Regions from separate parts of the Mus musculus genome. Here regions 1, 2, 3 and 4 are each linked to region 5. A link is a contact called in public HiChIP or PLAC-seq and promoter capture Hi-C data. All regions are on one chromosome and are shown on one strand. Each heading gives the region's core, a stretch centred on a gene start, on an enhancer-like site or on the middle of the called end of the contact. The rest is flanking DNA. Distances are from core to core; before and after follow the strand shown. Region 1 holds the start of Nfatc3 (nuclear factor of activated T cells, cytoplasmic, calcineurin dependent 3). Region 2 holds the start of 1810019D21Rik (RIKEN cDNA 1810019D21 gene). Region 3 holds the start of Zfp90 (zinc finger protein 90). Region 4 holds the start of Slc7a6os (solute carrier family 7, member 6 opposite strand). Region 5 holds the start of Hsd11b2 (hydroxysteroid 11-beta dehydrogenase 2).

Evidence for each region. Promoter capture Hi-C pulls out the DNA fragments that hold promoters and counts their contacts. HiChIP or PLAC-seq counts read pairs in DNA pulled down with a chosen protein or histone mark. Capture Hi-C pulls out chosen DNA fragments and counts their contacts.
Region 1: a contact with region 5 is called in a promoter capture Hi-C map of embryonic stem cells, with 3 times the contacts expected there. The contact joins the promoter of Nfatc3 here to the promoter of Hsd11b2 in region 5. A contact is called at or near these places in 5 of 39 promoter capture datasets (cranial neural crest, embryonic stem cells, fetal liver and 2 more) and 5 of 115 datasets of contacts at active chromatin or transcription factors (large pre-B cells, pancreatic cancer cells, pro-B cells and 2 more).
Region 2: a contact with region 5 is called in a promoter capture Hi-C map of liver, with 2.8 times the contacts expected there. The contact joins the promoter of 1810019D21Rik here to the promoter of Hsd11b2 in region 5. A contact is called at or near these places in 2 of 39 promoter capture datasets (embryonic stem cells and pre-B cells) and 2 of 9 other capture datasets (embryonic stem cells and liver).
Region 3: a contact with region 5 is called in an H3K4me3 HiChIP or PLAC-seq map of pro-B cells, with 4 times the contacts expected there. The contact joins the promoter of Zfp90 here to the promoter of Hsd11b2 in region 5. A contact is called at or near these places in 1 of 39 promoter capture datasets (liver) and 3 of 115 datasets of contacts at active chromatin or transcription factors (large pre-B cells, microglia and pro-B cells).
Region 4: a promoter capture Hi-C map of pre-B cells shows a contact between it and region 5, with 7 times the contacts expected there. The contact joins the promoter of Slc7a6os here to the promoter of Hsd11b2 in region 5. A contact is called at or near these places in 3 of 39 promoter capture datasets (hippocampal neurons, liver and pre-B cells), 6 of 115 datasets of contacts at active chromatin or transcription factors (bone marrow-derived macrophages, embryonic stem cells, large pre-B cells and 3 more) and 1 of 9 other capture datasets (liver).

The regions. Positions count from the first base shown.
Region 1 is chr8:106,057,652-106,061,458 of GRCm38.p6, reverse strand. It overlaps Nfatc3 (nuclear factor of activated T cells, cytoplasmic, calcineurin dependent 3), which reads right to left and starts at 1,869. Exons shown (of 10, transcript NM_010901.3): 1 at 1,466-1,869. The coding sequence starts at 1,568.
Region 2 is chr8:106,133,716-106,137,754 of GRCm38.p6, reverse strand. It overlaps 1810019D21Rik (RIKEN cDNA 1810019D21 gene), which reads right to left and starts at 2,355. Exons shown (of 4, transcript NR_040346.1): 1 at 2,134-2,355; 2 at 405-588; 3 at 211-286. It overlaps Esrp2 (epithelial splicing regulatory protein 2), which reads left to right and starts at 781. Exons shown (of 15, transcript NM_176838.2): 1 at 781-1,185; 2 at 1,270-1,398; 3 at 2,819-2,932; 4 at 3,031-3,145; 5 at 3,423-3,521; 6 at 3,741-3,795; 7 at 3,866-3,976. The coding sequence starts at 988.
Region 3 is chr8:106,413,922-106,417,635 of GRCm38.p6, reverse strand. It overlaps Zfp90 (zinc finger protein 90), which reads right to left and starts at 2,309. Exons shown (of 4, transcript NM_011764.4): 1 at 1,866-2,309. The coding sequence starts at 1,898.
Region 4 is chr8:106,209,478-106,213,470 of GRCm38.p6, reverse strand. It overlaps Slc7a6os (solute carrier family 7, member 6 opposite strand), which reads left to right and starts at 2,538. Exons shown (of 5, transcript NM_001007567.2): 1 at 2,538-2,752; 2 at 2,840-3,106. The coding sequence starts at 2,558. It overlaps Prmt7 (protein arginine N-methyltransferase 7), which reads right to left and starts at 2,417. Exons shown (of 18, transcript NM_145404.1): 1 at 2,389-2,417; 2 at 900-1,095. The coding sequence starts at 994.
Region 5 is chr8:105,516,922-105,520,882 of GRCm38.p6, reverse strand. It overlaps Hsd11b2 (hydroxysteroid 11-beta dehydrogenase 2), which reads right to left and starts at 2,137. Exons shown (of 5, transcript NM_008289.2): 1 at 1,754-2,137. The coding sequence starts at 2,018.

The sequences.
Region 1 (3,807 bases), core at 620-3,119, 540 kb before region 5:
AAGTTGTTTTATTTTTTCAATTTCCATAACCTAAGTGCAACTCAATGCCATCAGCTCCATAAACCCCATTTTTCTATTTTATATATAAAATTTATGACAATTTAGTTTGCCGAGTAATAGCTGTTTGAGCTGTGTCTCATCTGTTTCCCAATTTTCATCAGGAGCAGGAGCCTGCATCAGTATACACTACCCAGTGAGTATCCACTAGTATCTTCGACATTAAGGCTGATTAAAATAATGCTAATGGGACTGGAAATGAATACAGTCAACTGGGTTTTTTGTTTTGTTTTGTTTTTTGTTTGTTTGGTTTTGGTTTTTTGAGACAGGGTTTCTCTGTGTAGCCCTGGCTGTCCTGGAACTCACTCTGAAATCCGCCTGCCTCGGCCTCCCGAGTGCTGGGATTAAAGGCGTGCGTCACCACGCCCCGGCTCTACAGTCAACTCTTAACTTTATATTTATTACGTTGAAAACAGTATACGAAGGCTGAAAAGGAACTAAAAGGTATTGTACCACCTAGAGATTCAATGCAACGCTGAGAAAACAATGTATTAGCCCTCACAATACTATGAAAAAATTTAAATAATTCACTTAATACTGGAAAGAATAAACATGAATACTCTTATCCATCTTCTTTTTCTAAGTTCTCTTGCATATGTAATAGGGAAGCTGAACTTAACGAACCACACTATTCCAAACCAGGTCACAGGAGAGAGTTAAGTCCCCAGTCATCATCCTGTTTCTATTTACTGACTGGTTTGACCCGCAAGCATTATGGTGTCCAGCTTTCCCAACTTATCTTTTAAAACATCTTCTGAGAAGAGCTTTTTTTTTTAAAATTATTAAAAAATGCCTTCTAGAACATTCTAGGAGAACTGTAATTTTAAAAGGCAACGTATCTTGTTTTTTTGTTTTTGTTTTTTAATCTCCAGAAACACTTTGCCCAAGCAAAACAACCCAGTTTTCAGAAAGGTCCGTTATAGTATACTTGAAACTAAGCGTGGATGGAATATAAATTTACACAAGTGGACACTAACTCGAACTCGCTCTTCTAGCAAAGTAGATTTTTTTTTAAAGTGGAATTTGAAAACACGCATCTTTCAAATAAAGAATTTTACAACTAGCCTAAAGACAGCGAAGTGCGCTTACACTTCTCGGAGACATTTCCTCTGCACCACGCTGGCACAGCTACGACAACCAGAAACCTCTTGGGGCTTTGGCCCCAACAACCTCTGCCTCCAAAGCCCGGGCGTCCGCCGGCCACTGGCCTCTCGGAGTCGAGTTCCCTACTAGTTCGCTCGCAGCCAAGACACTTCCACGTCGCCCCGAACCACACGCCTCCTTCTCCTCCTCAAATTAAATCGGGCTTTCCTCGCCACCCGCACGCACCAGGGGGACCGAGGGGAAGGCGAGCTGGCGGGAGCGCGGCGAGGGCACGCTCCACAGTCCCGGCCGGCCCGGCACCCACCTGCAGGCCGCGAGACCTGGGACACCGGCGCTGGTGCCCCGTCCTCGCCGAAGACGAGTTTGAAGTCGAGCTCGTCGTGGGCGCCACAGTTTGCAGTAGTCATCGGCGTGGCCCGGGGTGCAGCGCCTCCTCCTCAGGCGGCCGCGGCGGCTCCTCAGCGCCGCTTCATGCTGGGCCGCGCCGGCCAGGAGGTCGCGGCTCCACTGCAAACTTTCCGGGCGGGGCCCGCGAGGCCGAGCGTTCCGTTCCGACCTAGAAAGCTGGCCGAGCGCCCCGCCGCACCGGGAGCCGTCACCGCCGCCGGTCGAGGGTGCAGAAAAGCCACGGTCGCCTCAACCAAGGCTCCCCGCCCCCCACCCCCACAGTCGCCGCCACTGCCGCCACCGCCGCCGGCGCGCTCCCGCGCCCTGCAGCGCGCCCAGCCCCGCCCCTCGCCGCGCTCCCGCCCGACGGGGCAGCCCATAGGCCGCTGGCCCCGCTGACAGCCACGGGCCCCGCCTCCTCACCGACCTATCGCGTGAGTCCTCTGCGAGGAGGAAGTCACGTGAGCAAGAAGCGCCAGAGCCCTGCTCCCTCTCGGAAGTTGTAGTTAAAACTCTCTTTCTTCCGCAGTTTCTAAACCAAGACCAGGGTAGGGCCAATAGCGCTGTCTAATTAGATTGGGAACCCACGTAGGCCAATTGGAGACTATCTTTTTCCCCCTCATCGGGCGGAGCTCATGTCGAGGAAGTGGGTAGCAGAGCGCCAGGGTTATAGGTGTCCGGATATTTGGCCCCACAGAGGTACTTTTCACTTATAGCTGAGTTTAGAGTGGATACGTTCGTTAGACCACCTCAAAAGTTACCACTCATCCCCCGCATCCCTCCATACCAACTTCGATGGCGTAACTTGGAGAGGGCCAGGGATTGGTTCGAACTTTTGGGTAGGTTAGGGTGGAGCCGAAGAAAACCTTGCGAGACAAGTCTGGAGTCGATTCAGAGCCACCCTTCTGGGGTGGGGCCCCGTCTCAGTGGCTGTGCCTTTGTCCCCTCAAGCCGGCCCGGAGAGGATGCCATGCATTCTAGCTAGGCCTCACCTAAATCAGAGGGACCAGGTCTGGTCCTTGACGGAAGTTGAGCAGACACAGAGAAAAGTACCCTTCTTGGCCTCTGCATCTTAGTACATAACCGTGAGACTAAGGCATTGTGACACCCGAGCAAGGAAAGCCCACATATAGGAAGTGACGCTGTCAAAAAGAACCGGCTTTCAATCTTGGTTTCACCTCAAAGAGTCTGCCTTCCCCGGTGAGACATGAGATGGCCCAAGACACCATCCCTTGGAGTCTGGGGACTCAGTCTTGTTTACTTAGCGCATGATTAAGAGAAGGAGTTGGGAGAAGCCAGTGACCACCTCCTCCACGACAGCAAGTCTGATACTACTCACAAAAGCCCCTGGGAGAATGGAGCAAGCACAAGCTCCTTGCAAAGATCTCTGCATCTCAGTGATTCCTGGGCTACTAAGTGAGCCTCAGGGGGACCCCGGCTAAGCCTAGGGTCAGAAGAGCAAGGAATGTTCTGAGCTCGTGAGCCATTCATCTTGGACTGGTTTATTCCTGCTCAGGGCTTTACCAGTACTTATGAGGGACACAGAGATACAGAGATAGTCTCCCATCAGGGTTGAGAGAGAGAGGAATAGCAAATATATAATTACTGTGCAAAGAGATTAGAGCTGTGATAGGAGCTCTGAGGACATTGAACACCCACCCACACGCTACAGGAGTAGTAGAAACTGGAGATCCAAGCAAAAGACGAGCAAAGCTTGTTCCATGGAAGGACCAATGATCAGAAACCAAAGGTGATGCTGTATGAGTGGGCATGGTCACTGGGTGATGCTAAGCTGGAGACTATAATAGTCACTTCTCTATAGAACACTTGGCTAAGGGCATTCAGATCAGCAGGAAGAGGAGGCAGTCAGACTTAATGGCACATGGCTGGAGTGCCAGCACTCACATGGCAGAGGCCAAGATCAGGAGCTCATCATCTCCTCCTCCTCCTCCTTCTTCTTCTTCTTTTTTTTTCCTGAAACAGAGTTTCTCTGTGTAGTCCAGGCTGTCCTGGAACTCATTCTGTAGACCAGGCTGGCCTCGAACTCAGAAATCCACCTGCCTCTGCCTCCCGAGTGCTGGGATTAAAGGCGTGTGCCACCATGCTCGGGCCCCCATCATCATCTTACATAGTGAGTGTGAGGACAGCTTAGGGACAGGAGATCCTTCCTTAAAACAAAAAGTGAAGGACTTAACCTATTAAGTGGGTAAAAAAAAAAAAAAAAAAACTTCACAACAAGCTATCCTGTCTTCAGATGGG
Region 2 (4,039 bases), core at 1,106-3,605, 620 kb before region 5:
TGCAGACTCAACTCTACACATCTCAACTCTAGCCGCTCTCTGCTGGAGTGCTTTCAATAGCCAGATAACACTTCTATCATCATCCAAGAGAGACAAAAACAAGCAGGCAAACCCCAAGTGGGGTTGGTAGGCTGAACTTCCAGATCTCTACCAGCAGACACGGCTTCATTTAGGATACAGCTCTCTAAAGTTTAAGCACGATTTTCCTACCTTGGCACCAAGGCCTGAGCCTTCAGGTCCACAGTAACGTGCGCCTTGCACTGCCGGCACTACGCCGACCCGACACCTGTATGGGCACGTCCTTCTCTGTGATCTCTAGTGACCGCCCACAGTTCTAAGAACCCTTGATCTTTACCTCCCTCCCTTTCCCCAACGGATCTCTCTCACCGACTTCCAGTGGATACCTGGTAGCGCTCACTGTCGGCTTTTGACCCTTTGTAACTTCCATTAACCTCAAGCCAGACGTCGCGACCTTTTATAGTCCCTAGATTGCCTCCTGTTGAATTCCATGGGTCTTGCGTGACCCTTGCAGAATGGAAAGAGGCCTCTGATCCTGCACATTCTTTTGCGGAGGACTCAGAGTGCCTGCTAGAGAGGAAGTAGGAGAAAGAATGGATTCGTCCCAGGAGTCTCGCCGGACTGCAGCAAGAGGTGGGACTCCAGCCGGCGAGCGCACGCCTCAGCAGAAGTGAGCTCTTGCCTCCTGGGCAGGGTTTTGGCCCTCCCGCGGGGTTCCCTGGGCCGTCCTGATCACGTGGCCTCTCCGGGCCGCAGGTAACTCGCCGGAGTAGGCAGGGATAGGCAGCCGCACCGCCCAGCCCCAAAGGGCACCGCGGGCGGGTCTCTGCAGCTCCCACTACACCCGGCCGCAGGTGCCGCCCCCAACACACCGGATCCCGCCCAAGCTCGTCTGTCTGCTGTCGGTCGGTACGTGTGTGCGCCTCGTCGGTCCGCGTGTGTGGCCGAGCGCCCCCTTCCTCTGCGGCCATGACTCCGCCGCCGCCGCCGCCCCCACCCCCGGGCCCAGATCCCGCAGTAGACTCGGCCACAGACCCTTGTCCCGAACCTCAGTCGCTGGTGGTTTTGTTCGGGGCCACTGCCGGTGCGCTGGGGCCGGACCTAGGCTCGGACGAGACCGACTTAATCCTCCTAGTTTGGCAAGTGGTGGAGCCGCGCAGCCGACAGGTAGGGTGGGAAAGAGGGGACCTCGGGACGCTTCAGAGCCTGTTGAGGCACAGCGGCTCATGGGGTTACCCTCGGTGCTTTTAGGTGGGGACGCTGCACAAGTCGCTAGTTCGCGCCGAGGCGGCTGCCCTGAGTCCACAATGCCGCGAGGCGAGTGGACTCAGCGCAGACAGCCTAGCGCGGGCGGAGTCCCTGGACAAAGTGCTGCAACAGGTGAGCGTGGGGGCCCGCGTGGGTGGTGGAACTGCGGAGTGGCAGGGACACTACTTCGAGGGGGAGGGGAGGAGGGGAGACCTGGAGCGACGCGACCCAGTGGCACGGCCAGTAGGACAAGGTCTTGTTTGAAACTTTTGAGCGACTACCGCGTGGAAGCGTGCTAGGCCATTCCCAGAGCCACCTTACCTTCCAACCTTTACAGACATCCACTCCTGCCGAGGAAGTTGACAATAGCGGCTAAGGGATCCATCCCCCCGAGGCCCCTTCCTCTCCCTCCCACTCCCCCCGCTAGCAGAGGACACGTCAGAAATAGGGTCGAGGTGGGCTCAGGTTTAGCGGTAGATCACTTGGTCTCTGCCGCCTGCTCTCCTGGGAACCGCTGAAGCGAGGGCGTCGGGCGGTGTCTGCCTCGGGGGCAGACGCCTCTAGGTGAGGCCGGCTGGTTTAGGCCTGCCTGTCCCAGCTGACTGGCCAGGCGTGGGTGAGTGGGTGCTGTCCGAACATTATCTAGGGGCTACCTGCCCAATGAGCGCAAAGGCCTAGGCGCATGCCCCCTCCCATACCCACCCCGCACCCTGGCCAAGTGGGAGTGAGTTTTCCCTGTTTGCATTGCTCACTCACCCCATGACTGAGTTGTAATGAGTGTTAAGTCCTTTCCTCTTCTGACTCTCGTTCTTAATGAGAAGACCTACAGATGCCAGGTTACAGAAGGGCTCCAGGCCCACTGCTCACCTGGGAGGGTGCTGTAGAAAAAAATCTGGTTGCCTTGCTCTGTCGGCCTTAGATTGGAAAGTGTCACAGAATTGCCAAGGGAAAGGGCCGGATCGTGCTGGATAGCCTTCAGAGTGCCACCCACCCCCCTCTACGAGCAAACAGTTCTGTGCCAGTTGGTCGATGGGGTGTGGGTCAAAGCTCAGGCTGCTGCGAGTGGCCAAGTATGAAGCTCTGTCCTTGGTGGCTCTGTTCCTGGGTTGGTCGGACCAAGGGGCGGGGCTGCCATTGACCATGGGCCTTTTGGCCCTCGGGCAGGTGTGAACCTCCCCCACCTGTCTGAGGGTGGTGCCTGGTCCAGGACAGGTTTAACCTGCTTTGCTCCTCCCCTCCCCACCTGCTTGCCTCACTCCACCAGGTGTTTGCTCTGGCCCGACTCCAGACTCCTGGAGTGTGTTTAATGGGGGCTTGGGTTATGTGCGACTGCTCTCATTTGGCCTAGAGGAGGTGACAGGGAACTAGGCTAGGGGTGGGGATTAGGAGCCTGGGATTTAGGGCAAGGCCTTTTACTTCCCAGGCAGGGTAGGGTTGAACATCCTGATGAACCAGCTTTGCAGCCTGAGTCCCTCCCTCCTGCTACCCCTCCCCCCCAGTTTCAGCTGTCTAGCTGTGAGTCTATGTCTGAGTCTCCACTCCCTGTCCCCAGTTCTCACAGCTGGTGAGCGGGGATGTGGCTCTGCTGGGCGGGGGCCCCTATGTGCTCTGCACTGATGGGCAGCAGCTGTTGCGACAGGTTCTGCATCCTGAGGCCTCCAGGAAGGTATGTCATTGAGGGCACATGGGTACGGTTGGGTTCCCAAGGCCCCTGTTGTAAACACCTTAGGTTACCTATTCACCCCCACTCCCATGTGCTCCCAGAACCTGGTGCTCCCCGACACCTTCTTCTCCTTCTACGACCTCCGCAGAGAATTCCATATGCAGCACCCAAGCACCTGCTCCGCCAGAGACCTCACAGTGGGCACCATGGCACAGGGTATCTGTGACCCATCAAAATTAAGGTGGAGGGGTGACTAATATGTCCAAGCATGTGCATGATGCCGTATGGGCTGTATGAATGTAGACAGGTCTATGTTTTTAGCCTCATTCTTTGGGATACATTTGGAATGTGGACATGTCTGTGTTTGGTCTGAGGACCTGTAGGTACATGTATGAACTGGGCCACAACTAGTGTTTGCTAGGATTCTCTGGGTGTTTCGGGGTGACGTGGGATGTACAGACCTGGACCTCAGTTGTCACTTCTCTGCCTATAGACTTGGGACTAGAAACAGATGCTACCGAAGATGACTTTGGGGTCTGGGAAGTGAAGACTATGGTAGCTGTTATTCTCCACCTACTTGAAGGGTCCAATGGTAAGATTCTTGCCCTGCTTGCCAGCTACTGTCAGGACTGGGTGAGTGCCCATCCCTTCAACAGAGTCCCCTTGCTGACTTGTGACCTTCTCTAAGAGAACACAAGGTAGAAACCCCTCTGCCGCGTCCTCAATGCCCTCACCGGTCCTATTTTTGCTGAGCTTGGTGGAGAGACTTCCTCCACCAGACCCTGCTGACCCCCATGCCATCTCCTCTCAGGTCAGTTGTTCTCGAAGCCAGAAGTGGTAAAGCAGAAATACGAGACAGGCCCTTGGTGAGTGTAGGAGCTGGGATGGGGGTGACAATCCTTGGACATTTCTGATCCTTTGCCCTGCCCCCCACAGCAGCAAGGCTGATGTGGTGGACAATGAGACTGTAGTACGGGCCCGTGGGTTGCCCTGGCAATCATCAGACCAGGATGTGGCTCGATTCTTCAAAGGGCTCAACATTGCCAGGTGGGTGTGACAGGATGGGAGGGGTAAGAGGGCAAGCCTACCCAGGAGGCACTAACAACACCC
Region 3 (3,714 bases), core at 1,060-3,559, 900 kb before region 5:
ACCTGTGTGGGTCTTTGCAAACAACACAACCAGGCAGCAACTTGCTGATCCACAAAAGGCAGAAGGCGGCAGTTCGGTTCCTGTCACATGGACTCCTTGCCTTATTAACTTGTCTCTCTTTTGCATCCTTTTGCTTTGCACATCCTCACCACAGTGCATGGCCTTCCCTCAGCTCTACAGAAAATACTCCTAGCCACTGTTCTAGACCTCGATCAATGTTCTTTCCCAAGGGTGACTTCTCTAGTTCTCCCCAGGCTGTGTGCAGTTCATGAAGGGATGTAAACCCAGGGTTCCCTGCACTCTAGGCAGCGACTCTACTGACTGCCCTACATTTTTGGACCCTATAAACTGACCTTAAAAGACACTGTTAGTATTTTTAACTAGATTGAACTTGATTATATGATATACATAGCAACTGACTGTGCTACATTTTTGGACTCTATAAACTGACCTTAAAAGATACTGTTAGTATTTTTATCTAGATTGAACTTGATTATATGATACCTGTAGCAACTACAACTTGTAGCTTACTGTTAAAAGTATTTTGTTATATTATGGGTCTCTCTGTGGGTATTGTGCAAACCCTTTTTCCCCTCACGAAAATAGCCTTATAAAGGCCCATATTATATTCCCCAAGCCTTCCCCTTTGCAACAATTAGCCAATCGTGTCAGATTATAGGATCAAGCTTCAATTAACGGGATGAGTTTCAGTCACCACCTCTGTGAGGGAGAAAAGACGGAAGTCACCCTGGCAAACTGTGGTTTTTAGCTCAGTTTTGGTTCAGTTGGACCATTTTTACAAGAGTTCAGAGCCCTGCTAGGCTTCTTTCAACTCTGTGCGATCCTTTCTTCCTCAATGCCTTGAGCTGAGATTTTTTTCCCCCGTTTCTAACAATTTTGTTCCTGTGAGAGCAGGTATCCAAGAAGCCAGAGCCATCAGGTCCCCTTTAACCTGTATTACAAGGTGGATGTGTACTTCCTGCCGTGAGTACTAGGAACGAAACTAATTCTGCAAGAGCAGCGTGTAAAAGCTTACAGTGTGTGCTCTTAACTGGAGCGCCATCTCTCCAGCCCATCCTTATCATTTTCCAGGAGGTGCTGGGAATTGAACCTAGGACCTCACACATACTAGGCAAGTGATCTACCACTGAGCTATAGTCCTAGTTCTTACCTTCAACTCCAAAGAGAGTTCAGATTATGTTCTCATCAAAGTAAAACGGACAGCCTCAGAGCTTATGTCCAGAAAATGCCCCTTTTGCTACAACTAAAAAGTGGGTTGATAAATCTGTCTCTTACTAATTAACCTGAAGCCGGGGCTATGGAGGGTGCGCACTATTATACATTTGTTAATGGGGAAAGAAAGAAAGGAAAATAAAACGAGTGGGGCGGGGGGGGGGGCAAGAAAAGCTGGAGCTTGTCTGACCAGGTTTGGCTGTAATGGTGGTCTCCGACTCAGCGCCCAACCTTCACCGGCCTCTTATTCTAATAGGTCTCTTCTGCCCCCCTACTATCTCTTTATGGCCTTTGGATGGGAAGCAGGGGGCTTTTCTATTTTGTCCCTCTATCCTCCATTCCTCACTGAAGAGTTCTAAGAAGTGCACACTGCAATAAAGTCTCAGTGCTGACACCCCCAGAACACTTCCTCTCACAAGATCGCACTTCCCTAGTCTCCTCTTTAACTCCATCCTTTCAGAAATCCTGCTCTGCCCAGGGCTGGGCACTTTGGGAGGGGTTTTCTCCAGAGGAGGAGACTCAAAGCGATCCAAACTAAGACTCTCTATACCTATACCAATAACTGTTCCATACAGACTCCGGGGGCCTCTCAGGGTGGGATGCTCCGGGCGGTGGGGGAAGGCTCGGCTCACCTGGGGCTTGGCCGTCGGAGGTCTCGGGGCCATTCCTGCCTCAGTGTGTGCTGGCTATGGTCCAGGGCTGAGGAGAGAGGACAGGATCCACTCACCGGGCTACCCCGAGGCCCCACCCCTTCAGCTCTGCAGCCACTTCGGCCGAAACGTGGGGAGGAGCCCCGCCTTCTCCTGCTGCTCTTCCCAAGGCCAAATGAAAGGCCCCACAGCTTCGGGACAGTTCCTCCGGCCACGCCCAGTCCGTCCGCAGGATGGTCGGCGAGGCCCGGAGGACAGCCTCCTACCCACTGCACTCGGAATCTGCCTCCGGGGCTTCGGAATCCGCGACCTCAGGTCCGCCCCTCTAGCGCCCGCTGCAGTTTCTTGTTCCCGGCAGTACTGCTCTGCAACAACAGGGTCGGACAATGGCCACAGCGGCGGGCGCAGAGCCACGAGTGCGACTGCGCACAATGATCCTCGCGCCTGCCCATCCACGGGTGCAGAAACTACGATTCCCAGCTATCCTCGCGTGCCCGCCCTGCAGAGGTCCTGCCTCCTAGTGGGGGGCTGCAGTAAGAGCACAAGAAGGCGGGCAGGTTAGGTTCAAAGTTTTTCTTTGGTATGTGTGTTTTCTGGAGCTGCTGGAAAGGTTCAAAGTTTTTGTCGTGTGTGTGTGTGTGTGTGTGTGTGTGTGTGTGTGTGTGTGTGTGTGTGTGTTGGAGCTTCTAGAAATTCTCACCGCTCCTTCTTTTCTTTTCTCCTTCTCCTCCACCTCCCATCCCGTTCCCTTTCCCTCCCCCCTCCCTCTTTCTCCCTCTGTGTAGCTCAGGATGTCCAGAAACTCACTCTGTAGACTCAATTCTCAATTCTCTTAGCACACAAGTGGCTAAGGATCGGGAGTTCAAGGTTATCCTAAACTGTGGTTCAAGACCAGCCTGGGCTACAAGAGACCTGGTCTTACAAGCCAAAATAAATAAACAATGCATGCACGAATGACTAAAGTGTATAATTCAATAGACTTTAGTACATAAAAAGAGTTGCACAACCATCGTTGTAGTCTCCTCTTTGAACATTTTAATTAGCCACAAAAGAAAAAAAATCATGTACATTAATAACCGTCCCCTCGTCCTAACCCACCTCCTCTCGATCCCGGGCAACCACTGACCTGTGCTGTCTTTGTGACAAATCTGTCTCTTCTGGGTATCTCATAAGATCAGGCAATATGAAGTTTTATGATTGGCTTCTTTCAGTTATTACAGTGGTTCTGAGTTCATTCACATCACAGGAGTCTCTATCCCATTCTTTTTTAATGCTGAATGAAAGATCTGATTGCCCGAGTGTACCACATTCATTCATCAGTTGGTAGCGTCTGCGTTGTTCACACTGTGAGATTTTATGCTTTTATCTTCAAAGCAACATTACAGAGGATATGTGTGTACACACGTTTATGGGGGTGCAGTTTCATTGATCTGGGGTAGATACAGAGAAGTTGAATTATAGAGATTTGGTAGCACCATGTTTAGCATTTGAAGGAACTGTGAATGTTTTCTAAAGAGGCTGTATCACTTCCATCTTTTTTTTTTTTAAACTAACAGCATATAGATTTCAACATTCCTACCCACACCTGTTACTATTTGTCTTTTTATCACAGTGTTCTGTGGATTTTTGCTGGGATGCGGGGGCGGAGAAAGTATAAATAACAACAAACCCCTTGGAAACTCTGCAAATACTTTCCACACTAGACAACAGTAGCAGACAGATACGCACAAAACAGAAGTTTAAGAGACCCTAGAAGGATTCCTAAGGCAGAACTTTCAGTAAGAAGCACAAAACACAGGCTAGGGTAAGGCTCGGCACCAGGCACTACAGC
Region 4 (3,993 bases), core at 1,289-3,788, 690 kb before region 5:
CCCTGGCTGTCCTGGAACTCACTCTGTAGACCAGCCTGGCCCTGAACTCAGAAATCCTCCTGCCTCTGCCTTCCAACTGCTGGAATTAAAGGCATGTGTCACCATTGCCTGGCAAAATAGTTTCTTTTTAATCATACGTGTATGAGAATGCCCAGAGTGCGGATGGAGCGAGTTGCGCTGCCCACTGTGTAAATGTGTAGAACCATCCATCTCTCCAGTCCACTCCCCAAAGGAGCTCCCCCACGTCACACCTGCCCACTGCTGTTGCTGATGGGCATCAGCATTCAGGGCTTCTGAGCAGCCCGACCCTTTCCTGCGTTCCTCCCTTCCCTGAGCTTCTCTTTTCTTTCCATCCTAACTTTCCTGTTGGCTCTCCTCAGTCTCCTCGGCTGATCCTCTTACGCTCCATCTCCATCTCCATCTCCTCTCTCACTGGGATGCAGCAACTTCTCTCAACCTCACCTTTACCGAGCTCCGCCCGCAAACTCTGTGTCTCCACAACTCGTGCTTCTGTCGACCTCTAGCATCACAGGAAGTGTCCAAACCTTAACACCTCCTCCTCTCGGGTGGGCATCCCATCCACCCGGTCATCTCGCCGGGAGGAATCTTGGTGCTTCTTGAACTTTCCCCTCTTGCTGCATTCAGTGGGTTACCAAACTCCTTCCTGCTCCTCCAAGCTGCTCTGCCTCTCTCACCTCCACTGCTTGCTTCTACGTTAGGACAGAGGACTCCCTGTCCTCTCTCCAACCCACTTCCCACACTGCTCTCAGCAGGTGCTCTCTTCTCCTAACAGAGACCTCAACTGCTCAGAAAAACAATCTCCACAATCTTCTTCAAACCTAAATTGACATGGAGGAGCCCTGCACCCCTGCAGCCAGCTGAGCAGCAGCCCTGGGTACCTGGCAATCTCCTGGTGGTAATCATAGTGTTCATCCTCCTCCAGCCACTCCAGGGATCCCGTGGTAGGATTGGCACGGCCACAGAAGACCTTCATGGTGCCAACTGGCTCCTCAGTGTTTGCACAGAAACGTGAGGCTTGTTAATTTACTTCTTAGGAAGATATCTTGATATCAGAAACCTAATCAATTATAATGCCTAGGATGGAGAGAAAGGACAAGAAAACAAAGAGAAAAAAAAAATAAAGAAACAGACAAAAATGTCAAAGTTACTTACAATTCTTTATTAATGATAACATCGACCTTCAATCTCAGGTCTGGAAGGCAGAGACAGGCAGATCTCTGTGTAAGTTCAAAGTCAACATGGTCTTCATAGTAAGTTCTAGGCCAGCAAGAACTACATAGTGACAGCCCATCTCAAAAGAAAATTAACCAGTATTTTGATATTTCTGACAAGAGTAATTTTCATTTTTTATATAGGATATACCATCAAAAACTATAATAAAAGCCAGTTGTGGTAGCTCATGTCTAAAATCTCAGCACGTAGGAAACTGAGGCAGAAGGATCTAAAGTTTGATGCCATCCTGGGCAATGCTGTGAGACCTTGTCATAAAACAAGAACAAAACAGAACAACGTGTCGTTGCATGTCTTTGATTCTAGCACTAGAAAAGCAGAGGCAGGACCATCTCTATGAGTTCCATGCCTGTCAGGGCTGCACAATGAGATTCCTGTCTGAAGAAAAATTTGGGGGTGAGGGGGGGCCTACAGTAAATATATAGGGCTGTTTGGAAGTTTCGCCACTTTTCAGAAATTCCTACATAATTAAAAAGGCCCCACAAGTCCATCGGGGTCCAGCCTTCAAGTGAAGGCAAGTGAGAAGGCAGGGTAAGCCGAGCAATGAGCTAACATTATACAGTAAAAGCGCAGAAGTGGTTATTCCGCAACAGATTAAGGACACTTGCTTATCTGTGATGTCGCTAGGGTTTCACTAAGAACACACTTAAAAATGCACTGAGGGCCACTCCAGTGTTTTAATCAAAAGCATGTCCACCTCGGGCACACAAACGTCTGGCGCTTCTCCGGGTGAGTGTCGTGAACTGAATGGTTCCCAAACTGCTCAGAATACGAACTGAGAAAGCCATCCCGAAGCAAAACCGCCCGAACGGTCCCGGGACCGAACCGTTCCCGGCTGGGTTAGGGGCGCTGCATACAACTGAGGTCCCGCCCGGTGTGAGTGACTGGGGCGAGGCTTCTGACACAAGTCCTGCGCCCGGCGACAGTCTGAGAAAGGACAGTCACCCACGCGGACCGCTGCGGCAGACCTGCTCAGGGTGCTTGAACCACTCCACGTGGACTCTGGAGCAGCCCGGAAGATAAGTACACCGGAAACCCAAATATCCCCAACGCCAGAGCCCTAAAAATGAGGCCGGAAGACCGACTGCACCCAGGCCCAGCCACGGCCCAACCTCCCCAGCAAGCCCAACAGCTCACCCGCTGTGGGAAGCGATCCACTCGCCGCCACTCCCGCGGCCATTTTGCCTCTCCCACTGTGGGTGGGGCGTCGAGGCGTAGCGTGACGTTCCGTGAGGCCCCGCCCGCTGAACTGGATGGACATCCCGTCGCGCCCCGCGCCTTCCCACAGTACTCCGCGATCGCCGCTATGGAGGCCGGCAGGACTGCGGTGTTGCGCGTGAAGCGGAAGCGCAACGCGGAGCCCGCCGAGGCGCTCGTGCTGGCCTGTAAACGCCCCCGGAGCAGCGAGGTCGAGTCGGCGGCTCGGGAGACGCCAGAGGGCCAGGAGGCGGCGGCGGCGGAGAGAAATGTCTTCCAGTTGGTTGCCACCGTGCGATCCCAGGTATGAGAAGGGTGAATGGACTCTTTGTGGGAGCGATCTTTGAACGCTGCCCGTGTCGCAGTCATCTCTTTTCCCGACGCCCCTCAGGAGGAGCCAATCCAGCAGCTTGTGCGGGCTGCCTTGCGCCCGTCCCGGAGCAGCCAGCTGCGTATCCGCCGCGATCTTCGTGCCTCGGTGCGCGAGGTCCGTAAAGAGGGCCGCTACAGGGTGGTCTCCAGCCACCGATCCTCGGGAACCTCGAACAGTTTGGAGCCTCAGTGTGGGTCAGAAGCTGTCGGGGATGCGGGCTTCCAGTTGTTGGACCTGGTCCACGAGGAGGAAAACCCAGAGGCTGCTGCCACCGACTGCCGCAAAGTGAGTACTGTATATGTCTGCTCTGCTCCCAAAGGCAGTAATGAAGAGCATACACACTGTAAGCTTAAGAATGGATGATCCATCTCTAAGAGTTGACCTCATTTTACCTGATTTCTGTTGTTGTTTTTGTTCTGTTGAGATAGTTTTGCTGTGTAGCTCTGGTTGACATAGTACGGGCTATGGAGCCCAAGCAGACCTCTGACACACAGCAGTTCTGCCTCCGTCGCTCCAGTGCTGGGATTATAAGTAAGCATGTGCAACCCACGCCCCTTAGGATTGGTTTTCTTTCTTTCTCTTTTGCTTGTGTCGTAATACACACCTTCCCTCCCAGCATTTGGGAGGCAGTACCATGTGGATCTCTGAGTTCCAGCCCAAAAAGGACTACATAGTGAGACCTTGTCTCCAAAAAAAAAAAAAACAAAAAGCAAAAAACAAAAACTTTGTGTGTGATTGATCAGGCCTTTAATACTCAAGAGGCATGGATCAATAGATCTCTTCTTTCAAGGCCAGGCAGAGCTACACAGTGAGAACGTGTATCAAAATAAATAAACAGAATTGATGTAGGCCTTTTGAAAGTGGATTTGGCTATTTAAAAGATATACAGTATTTAGAGATGATGTTAAACTGTCATTGCTACGAAAAATGAGGTAAATATGGAAGGAGTTTTAGCTCACAATTTTGGAGGTTTTGGTGCAGTGTATGGTCAGACTACTAACAATTTGCCTCCAACCTCCCTGAAGACGGGGCTCTAGCATTTATATATACCCTCTGAGAAGTTCCCAGAATTCCAAATGTCACAGAAACTATCTACAGCTGACAAAAACCACTTCTGCTAGGGCATGAGGCAAATCATAGTCAGCTGCTTTAGACAGCTCAAAGCAGCCCCA
Region 5 (3,961 bases), core at 888-3,387:
TACCAAGTCACACAGCCCAGACATGACAGCATGGCTGAGCTTGTGGCCTAGGTTTGACAAACAATTCTTGGGCATTCTTGGGGAGGGATGAGTGTAGGCAGAAAGCGCAGTGTTCTTGGCAGGTGGGTCAAGAACCGGTCACTTAAGTGCTCTTGCTGCTTGGTGGTGACTCGGAAAACCCCAGAGTTTTCAGGCATCAGGAAGCTAGAAGCCAACTTCCAGTGCTTACACGGGAGTAGGCTGGGGCCAAATTCTCTTCTCCCAAACACTGAGGTTTGCAGAGATGGAAGGAGCCTGGGGCACAGAAAGCATCCCTCTTCTCACCTCTTGCTCAGGCTCAAGACTAGACCAGTAGCAAAGACCTGAGGTGAGATCTCAGGATGCCCCAGCTGTATCAGTAGAACCTGAAGTGGCATAGGATCTGGTGAAAGCCGCTCACACAGGACAGGAAGAGATCTGTTCCATGTTTGAAGGCAGAGCCTATAACGAGTCCCTGCTTCATTTCAAGGGAATTCAGTAGCTTTCCTTCCTCAGGCTCCTGAAAGGGGGGGGGGGGGGGGGCTTGCCGTGGCTTCACACTCACTCTGGAAGTCTCTTCCATATCACCTGAGTCCTACTCAACCTCCACCCTCTCTTCCGAAGCCATATCACCTTAGTGCAATCTGGTTTCTCACCTGACATTCGGGTCTCCTCCCAAGGAAACTTCACATCCCCCCCCCCCCCCAGCCAGACTGGTTATTGACTGTCCCCTTCCCAAACCGTGCTTATTTCTTTCTGTCTTAAACCTTTGTCTCACGCCCTTTCTAGGATCCAAGACACCTTTCAGATTCCACCTGTCACTACCCAACTCCCTCCAAGGTCCAGTTCAAGGATTTCCTCCTAAAGTCTCCCGGCCCTATCCTATCATGCAGACCACCCATAAAGGACCAAGACCTCCAAGAAGCCATGGTGGTTGGGGGAGAAACAGCTGCCCCTCCCCCCATGCAATGGACCAATGCCCCCTGGCCTTCCTCCCCCTCCCCATTTCCTGCTGGGTCTGCAGCCCCCCTCCCCTCCCCTTCCCTCCTGATGACAGATTTATTCCCTGCTCCAGACAAAGAAAGCACAGGCAGGCACTAGAGACACCTGAGTCCAGCTCTCTGAGGACCCTTTCCTGGGCACCCAGGGCTGGGCAGGATGAGGTGTTAGGTGTAGACTGCAGGCGGCTGCAGTTTTGGCAGTGGGTAGCTGGATCTAAGAAGCAGCTACTCTCCAGCTGCTGTGAACTCAGGCGGTTCTGAACTCCAAGGATTCCAGCCAGAGGAGGTCGGGGAGCAGAACTCACCATCTAAGCACTCTGCCCCCAGAGAATAGCAGATACTGTGTTCTAGTGATGTGGGGGATGTCAGGCAGAGTTCAAGAGATGGCATTATCCCCGTCTCGGGTCTTCTGAAGTCCCCTAAAGTACTGTCTTCTGCTCCACACCTGATCTCTTAAGGAGCTCAGCATAAACTAAGTTTCTCCTCTTTCAGTCACTAGTTTCCTTTGAGCACCTGCCCACTCTCTACTTTCTCACCAATAATCCTCGCGGTCGCAGGTAGTTAACCCAGACTTGGTGAGGTGCCCGGAGCTTCCTACTTGGCTCACTTTCTTGCGTTTAGAGAAGGACTCTTACGTCTGAGCTGCGGAGTTCCCCTTGATGGCGCCCAAGGGAAACCCTCTAGGTGTGCGGTCCCGCCCTCCAGCCTGGAGTCCCTGCGCTCTGCACACTCACCGGTGATGAGCACCGCGCGAGTGGCCACCGGCAGGCGAGGAGGGCGCGCTAGGCGGGACAACGCGATCCAGCCAGCACCAGCCAGCACCACGAGTGCCGCCGGCGGGGGCAGCAGGCGCTGGCACAGCCAGTCGAGAGCAGCCAGCAGGGCCAGTGCCGCCAACAACGGGCGGCCCAGACGCAGGTCTGAGCGCAGCAGCTGCAGCAGCGCGCGGGCAGCCACCAGCAGCCAGGCGCCGCCCGACGGCCAAGGCCAGCGCTCCATGACTTCGGGGCCGGGCTGGGGCGGGGCGGGGGCCTGGTTGGGGAGCGCCGAGAGGGACTCGAGGCTAGGACACGGAATGCAGAGGAACACCGGCCTGGGGTGGGAGGGATACTCGCTTTCTTTGCGGGGTCCTCGGACCCAGCTTATAAAGCGCCCTGGGGGCGGGGTTGGGGCGGTGCGAAGGCGGGGCTAGGGTGGGGCTTTCCTCCACTTCTATCTTAGCACCCCACGCCAGGCAGGTGCCCCCCCGCCCAGCCCCCCTGTCTAGATCCGTTTTCGAAGAAGCCGGAACAAAGTCCCCAAGTTGCATGAGGCGGAGCCGTCAGTCGCCAGCTTCGCCCGGGAAAGGGCCAGTCTGCCCAACCCTGTGCCTTACATCTCATTCACTCCTGTGCGCCTATTGGCATGCCAAGGACTCTGAGCCTCCGAGCTCAGGAGTGCACATCCTGCTCACGCTTCCTCAGGGATACTTAACACACACATACCACCAACATCAGCACCACCACCACCAACTTTCATTCAAGTATTCCACATTGCTGTGGCTGTGACTGCCATGACTTCCAGAACACTGCATGGAAGCAGCCAGAGTCTGCTGCCAGCCACACCCGCCCCCGCATGCAGTGCCAGGCATGGCCTTAGGTCCCTGGTACACACGCCCAAATGTGCACTCTCACCTGGGTAGTTCTCAGCCACAGCTAGGAGAGAAGGGGGGTTCTGTTTCACTTCATTTTCTTCCATAGTCTAGAACTGGGGATGGAGGGAGAGGAAGGAGGAGGAGGAGAGAGACATACATACAGAGAGACAGAAACACACAGAGAAAGACAGAGATGGAAAGGTCAATGAAGGCATCAAGGTCTCCTTTTTTCTTTAGCTTCATCTACCCCCTCCCCAGGAACCAGTTAATGGGAAGACCTGGGAGAAGGGTCAGGACAGGGTGGTCCCTGATCTGCTACACTGAGTCCCCAGGGGATGAATTAAGTAGTGTGTGGGTGCATTTCCCTCCCTGTGTGTATGAAGGTCCTTGTTTGTGTGTGGCCTGGCACCCTGCGCCACCCCCGTGTCTGGCAACCTGTGCCTAACATGCATGCCAGGGCTCTGGCAGGCACTGGGGGTTAAGTGCAGAGCGAGGAGCAAAGCCGAGCTGTGGAGATCCCTACGTCTGTGAACCCCCAGACCTTCCCCCCTTGACACACACACCTCCCCATTCCTCATCTCTATCCTTTCTAGGTCCTGAGAGGGTCATAGATTCCTTATCACAGCTCTCTGTCCTGCGGTTCATTCTCTTCCCTGTATCCAGAATCCGGTCCAGTGTTTCATGTAAACACTCAAAGCCCTCCCTTCCATCCGGGTGTGGGTTCCTGAAGAGCCAGTGAACTCTTCGGGAAGGAGCTGGTGTCCAGACTCTCTTGAGAGGAAGAACTCTGCATGAAGACCCCTGTTCCCCACTCAGAGTCACTCCTCTGTCCCCACTCAGAGTCACTCGTGTGTTTCCATCCACCCATCCTCTGTCTATAAATATGGACAATGGTGGAACCCTGGCCTGGGTGTCAGGACTTGCCTGAGTAAGCTGTGTGTCCCTGACCTTGGGTGTGTGGCTTTGAGTTCTTTTATATCTGTGTCTATGGGGTTCTATGCCCTGTGTCATGTATGACCTTATGTGTGCTTGCACATAAGTGTGTATGTGCTACGTGTGCTTCCTATAGCTTCTGTCTCCTCTTCTTGCTTCTAGGAACTCAGAGAAACAATCCTTTTCTAAACCCACTGACTCCGGTTGTTCTGAGTCAATTGTCCAGGTCAAGAAATGAATGACATGCCTTGCTTTAACTAAGTTATCCTCCTTAGAATCCAGCTACAGTTTTTCCAGCCTCAGCCACTTTAAGTACTTTCCCTAAGGTAGGAAAAAGAGAGAGAGAGAGAGAGAGAGAGAGAGAGAGAGAAAGCAG